Regions from separate parts of the Hordeum vulgare genome. Here region 1 is linked to region 2. The links are chromatin contacts, called in public Hi-C maps. All regions are on one chromosome and are shown on one strand. The core of a region is the stretch at or near the end of the contact, and the rest is flanking DNA. Distances in the headings are between cores, read along the strand shown. Region 1 has its middle 8.5 kb from the start of LOC123407404. Region 2 has its middle 60 kb from the start of LOC123409306.

What was found. Hi-C and Micro-C count contacts between places; a contact is called where the count stands out from the background.
Region 1: a contact with region 2 is called in a Hi-C map of leaf, with 4 times the contacts expected there. The contact joins two enhancer-like sites. A contact is called at or near these places in 2 of 6 Hi-C or Micro-C datasets (leaf and seedling).

The regions. Positions count from the first base shown.
Region 1 is chr7H:114,823,068-114,826,189 of MorexV3_pseudomolecules_assembly, forward strand. No RefSeq gene overlaps it. Among protein-coding and RNA genes, the nearest start is that of LOC123407404, 8.5 kb to the left of the region's middle. Within about 2 kb of position 1,739, at least 3 of the 3 cell types and tissues checked have open chromatin away from gene starts, as enhancers often do. A contact at or near this core is called in leaf and seedling, where this site is marked.
Region 2 is chr7H:114,314,678-114,317,696 of MorexV3_pseudomolecules_assembly, forward strand. No RefSeq gene overlaps it. Among protein-coding and RNA genes, the nearest start is that of LOC123409306, 60 kb to the right of the region's middle. Within about 2 kb of position 1,609, at least 3 of the 3 cell types and tissues checked have open chromatin away from gene starts, as enhancers often do. A contact at or near this core is called in leaf and seedling, where this site is marked.

The DNA of each region.
Region 1 (3,122 bases), core at 489-2,988, 510 kb after region 2:
CCTTCTCCTTCCTTTACCCAATCTCCCTTTTGCCATTGGAAATCCTACCCCGGTGATCTCCTTCAGCGAGCCCCGTCTTCTTCTTCGACGAGCACCTTCAAACCCCCTCGATTTCCCCCATGGCGATCGGAGCTGCAACGGGCATGGCCGAGGAAGTTGCAGCTCAGTAATTTACTACATGTTTCATCCGACATCAAAATTTGCTACAACTGGCACCGTATTTTGCTATCATCGGTGCCACATTTTGCTACATCGCACATGACGTCGCGATTTTTGCTACATGCGGTGTTTCATTTTGCTACAACCGGCATGACGTTTTGCTACATCCATCACGGTTGAGTTGCATCTCGGACAACAGAGAGCTTTGACGGTCACCATGGCCAAGCTGGGGAACCATGCTCGCGTCTGTTGTAACCGTTGACAGAAAAAACTTTAACGGTATATGAAAAATGGCCCTGTTTGGATCCTAGGGTTAGAGTTAGATTGGGTTAGAGTTGAGCTATCTAACCCTCAAAAATCCAAACAGGTAGGGTTAGAGTTGGTTAGATGCATCTAACCCACCCAAGAGGTGCTTTTTTGGGTTAGACTTAGGTGGGGATCAAAAAAGAAAGAAAAAAAATTCACATCCAACCGCACAAGATCCCTCCCACTAACCCCGCCCCCGTCGCTCCCTCCCTCCTCACCGCCCCGTCTGCCCCGTCCCAGCCCCGCCCCGCCGCGCCCCGCCAGCCGGCCGCCGCGCCGCGCCCTGCCCCGCCCCAGCCGCCTGCAGCACCGCCCCGCCCCGCCCGCTGGCCGTCGCGCCCTGCCCCGCCCGCCGGCCGTCGCGCCCCGCCCCGCCGGCTGCAGCACCTCGCCCCGCCCGCCGGCCGCTGCGCCCCGCCCCGCCGGCTGCAGCACCCCGCCCCGCCCCGCGGCTGCAGCGCCCCGCCCCGCCCGCCGGCCGCCGCGCCGCGCCCCGTCCCGCCGGCTGCAGCACCGCCGCGCCGCGCCCCGCCGGCTGCAGCACCGCCCCGCCCCGCCCCAGTCGCCGTCTGCAGCACCCCACCCCACGCCGTTCCGCCACAACCACACAACGACCGGTCACACCAAATCCGACACTGAACATGGACAAAAGTAGCCAAATGATTGAGAAAGAGCATTTATTGCCAATCTAACCCTCTCATTCAAACACCTTTTGGGTTAGAGTTAGTTCAGGGTTAGTTGAGGGTTAGAATCTAACTCTAACCTCTAACCCGGTTAGAGTATCCAAACAGGGCCAATGTTTCAACTGTCAAGTGTTTTTGTTAGAATCAACACAAGCACCAAACGGCCACATGACACCACCGGAGCTGCTACCATGGGTCCATCCCCGCCGGAGCTATGGTCATCTTCACCGGAGTTGCAACCGCCACCACCGGAGCTGCGGCCGTCGTCACGGGGAGCTACAACCACAATGGGGCGTGCTGCTGTATACGCGGAGCCAGTGGCAAAGGAAGGAAACGACGGTGGCAAGGCCAGCGACTGGTGGCGGGGACGGCGGAGCGAGGAGGGAAGCAAAGGTCTGCTGCTCTTGCCGGACGCGCTGGCCTCGGGATAGAGTCGGATCGAGTATTTTTCTTTGCTGCTTTGTGTTGACCTATTCAAGAAAAAAAGACGATTTTTAAGAAATATATCAGACGAATACCGCATTCTGAATGTCACCGATCAAAACGATTGGACTGGTGCGTGGATGCAGAGTACTGCCCCCACACCATATGAGTGCATGTGCCTAGCGAGTAGCGACGTGCCAATCAGTCGAGACAAGGCTGGCAGCTTTGAATTGACCAGAATGTCGCTATGCAGACAAACAAAGAAAATGTGACCAGTACGTACGACTAGCAGACGCCAAATGAGGACTAAATTTTGATCATTTTGTCTAGGTTACAGAGTTAGGCTGGCTATAGTGAGGCCTATACCTGGCCAAACGGGCCGATTAAATGGGCCGGTCCGACAGCGCGCGTGCCTGGCACGACACGGACCCGGCCCGGCACGGGTTAATCGGGCTCGGGCCCGGCACGAAGCACGCCTCAGACCGTGCCTGGGTCTGGAGGCTGGACACGCGGACCGGCATAGCACGGCCCGTTTATTTTTTTATATATATTTTCAGATTATATATATATATGCAAGAATATGGTCCAATAGTCTAAAAAATAAGCCCATATGCTTAAAAAAATCAGGCCCAACGTGCTAATCGTGCCTCGGGCCGGCCCGTTTACCTAGCCGTGCCGTGCTTGGGCCTGGCTGCCAGGCACGCGGGCCGGCACGACACGACCCGTATATTAATCGGGCCCAGGCAGGCCGTGTCGTGCCTGGCACGTTTACGGCGGGCCGGGCCGTGCCGGACCGGCCCGTTTGGCCACGTATAGTCAGGACTATTATATAGTAGTATCATACATATGATACTATTGTATGATACTACATCTGTAATGTATAGTATCATAAAGTAGTATCATAGATGACATTATTTATTGACATGCAAAACACATAATATCATTGTATTTAACATGTTACGGTATCTACTATGTTACTCTAAGAGCATGGTTAATAGTATAGCCAACTGCTGGCTATAAGCAGTCTTATAGCCCACTTTATAGTCAGCTTGTACAATAGTTAACTATAAAAGAGTACTACTTTTATCATATATGGCCCACGTTCAATTCTCACAAAGCATCTAGGAGCACATGCTAGAGCTGACTCTTCACAAAGAGCCCGCTTCCCTTCTCTTTCCTCTTCTCTCTCATCCAACTCAGCAGAAATATAGTATTTTAATCTTTACAGCCTGCTAACTGGACCTTATTGTACTTGCTCTAACATTCTCTTTCTTTTTTAATTGTCTGTCACATCAACATGTTTGCTAGTTCCAAGTACATGATACTATCTAAGTTACTCCCACTATGACGAGCCTTAGGACACCAATAAATACATAAGAGCATGGTTAATAATACATCCAACAACGTACACCGTCCCAAGGGCATCTAAAATAGCTAGCTTATATTTGATGGTCTAAACTCCCGAGCCGCCCTCCCAACAGGCCACTAGGCCATTTTTTCACCGGCGGGAAAAAACGGTGCAGTTGTGCCCCCAGGAGCCCGTTTTCGCCG
Region 2 (3,019 bases), core at 359-2,858:
TCAAATTTTGTTCAGATTTTTCTTGAATTGTATGAAAAATTTCATAATATGTTCGGTACTCTAAACTATCGCACTGCATTCAAACTACTAGGAAGTTCAGCTCGATTGGTTTGGTTTTACCGGTCACGAGCGGGAAGTCATGAGTTAGATCCCTTGCTGGAGAGGTTATTTTTGGTGATTTTTTTACGTGTTTGAGTCCTGAGCTTCAAACAGGCCAGCCCATCTGCACCTTCCTTGAGCGAAAGCTTCCCTGTTTCATGCTAACCAGTGTCAGACAGGAGATCTCATCGTTCACTATATCACTCGTCGCTATAGATTGTTCTTTCTTTTTCTTTAATTTACACCATTTAGACTTTTATGATTTTATTGATTTCTTAATCTCTCTTTCATTTTCTCTTTTTCCATTTGATTTTTTTCTTGCTCTTTTCAACATAATTGTTCTTCCAGTGTGATTCGCTGTTTTGCGTTGGTTTATTAGGTTTTTCTTTCACCTTTTCTTTTCCTATTTGGTTTACTTTGCCTTTTTTCAGTTTTTCAGTTTTTCATTTACTTCAAATTTATTCCATTGTTTTGCATTTCTTTCCTTTTTTCTATTTTCTTTTTTACTTTCCTTTTTTGATATATTCTTCTGTTTTCATTGATTTTTTTCTTCTTTTCGACCCATCTCTGTTTCCTCATATACAATTCTCTTATACATCATGTTTATAGATAAGTAACTAACATTTTTTAATACATTATTAACTCTTTTCCAAAATATATTTTTTAATGTACTAAAATATATATTTTGATACTTTATTATTTTTTTCTACAGATTATACATTTTTCGCATTCACCAAGATTTTTTTCAAACATATTGTACATTTTAAAATGCATGATTATCATTTAATTTTTGTATATATTTATGCTTGTTAAGACTTTTTCACAATTGTTTAAATTATTTTTAAATATATTTTTATGTCTAATTGGTTTTCACATAGACCTGGAGCATTTCTTATGCTCGTTAAAAAAATTAAACAACTAATTAATATTTTTCTAAATAATTTTTTATGTCTACTTTTTTCTTACATTGTACAGTTTTGATATACGCCTGCAAATTTTCTAAGCACATTAAATATATTTCAAATATATGGTTAATATTTGTTTATACACAAGTTTATGCTTTTAATATTTGTTTCGAGTACATGATTGATATTTCCAAATTCATGTTCAGACTTTGTTTCAGTTATATGAATATTTTTAAAACTATGATAACTATTTTTTTACATTACATTAAATTTTGAAAATACATTCTTAATATTTTTCCAAATATTTTTTATTTCAACTTTTCTGCATAGACATTATACATTTTTTTGTATACAACTGACACAGTTTCCTGTACATATTTATCATTTTTACAAATGCATGATTATTATTTTCTTCAAATATATGTTATGTTTTTTTTTCAAATTTGCGGTTTTTATTTTTATTAAGAAATACAATATAAGAAGAACTAAGCTGCATGCTCCCAAACCCACATGCGCTACTGCTCGCGAGCGGTGGCCCACCTGGTCCATGTACGAGGCAATGCATGCAAGGGCTTCTTCCAACTTCGTGTGAGCCCATAGACGGCCCCGGAGAAATATTTATATCCACCGGATTTAGTAAGTCCAACTCCTATTGAACGGACTATCCAACGCTCACCCCCACAATTGCGTTGGCCGATGTGAGCTTGCTATTACTAATAATGTTTGGATTGCACAGAGTCACAATACCGTCAACACAGAGTAAAGATGATCCATGCCCGAACCAAAACATATTAAACTTAATTTTGATGCAGCATTCATTGAGGAAGAACAAGTACGAGTAGTCCAACATCCCCCTTAGGAATGAGAAAGGTACTTTTGTTGCGGCAAAGTGTTCTTACATTCCATATGCTGCAAATGTGATGAGCACGAAGGCAAGATCAATGAGTGAAGGTCTTAACTTCACTCACCAGTTAGGTTTCTCTAGTGTTGAAGCTGAATGGATTCTCTTAATGTGATTAAATTTTGGACTGGGCAATCAAGATGATGGATACTGCAACGGCTATCTTTGTAGAGTGTATCGTGGTAGCTATGTTAATTTGAGGGGTCACCTTTGGACATTCTTTTTGGTCTGCTAATCAAGCGATGCATGTGCTAACTAATTGTAGCTTTTGTAGTAAGTTTTCATTTGGATGGACACACGAGCCTCTAGACAGTCTGTTCACTAAGCTTTTGGACAATGTAGTTGCTTGTTAATATATACCTAATAATAAAGCATGGGGTGCTTCTACCCGCTCACCGTCGCGACATTTTACAAAAAAGCCTCTGTGTTTTATGAAAATAAACCCGCAATACAAAAATAAGTGAGAAAAAACGACTCAACAATTCGCTTGTCTTCTGGTCGCCCTGCTGGGCTTCACACACGCTACGCACTGCTGCTTGGGCTCCATTCGTAGGCGCTACGTGCTCCTGCCTGTGATTCGTTGGTTTGGTATTTCATAGCATGTTTCAGTTAATAGTCCCATCCTGTTTGTATACATCAAATCCTCCCAACTTATATACATTCACGAGTTACAAAATCTAGAAGCCAACAAGAAGAGGATTAGATATGGTTAATGTGTAGCCAAAGCCAGAGAAATGAAGAAAGGTGGCTGATACAGTAAAAAATTGAGCAAAAAAGAGGAGAGGTAGGCCCCGTCGCCCACGGCAACCCACCTCCACCATGGCCCCGTAGGCCGACTTCACAATAGCACGCCATGATCGAGGGATGGTCGCACAGGGGTACCCAGCGGCCGGCCATGGTGGTTGCGCCCATGAGACGCGCTAACATCACGATGCACGAGGCACGGGCAAGGAGATGCAAGGGGCCGCAGCCAACAACTCGACAGAGCGTCATGTGTGACATCATCGCGATGCACGAGGCATGGGCAAGGAGAGGCAGGGCCGCAACCGGCAAGGTTCGACGGAGCGGTAGCTGCGGGCGACATAGGGAAAGGGAGTCGGGGAGACAGAGATCA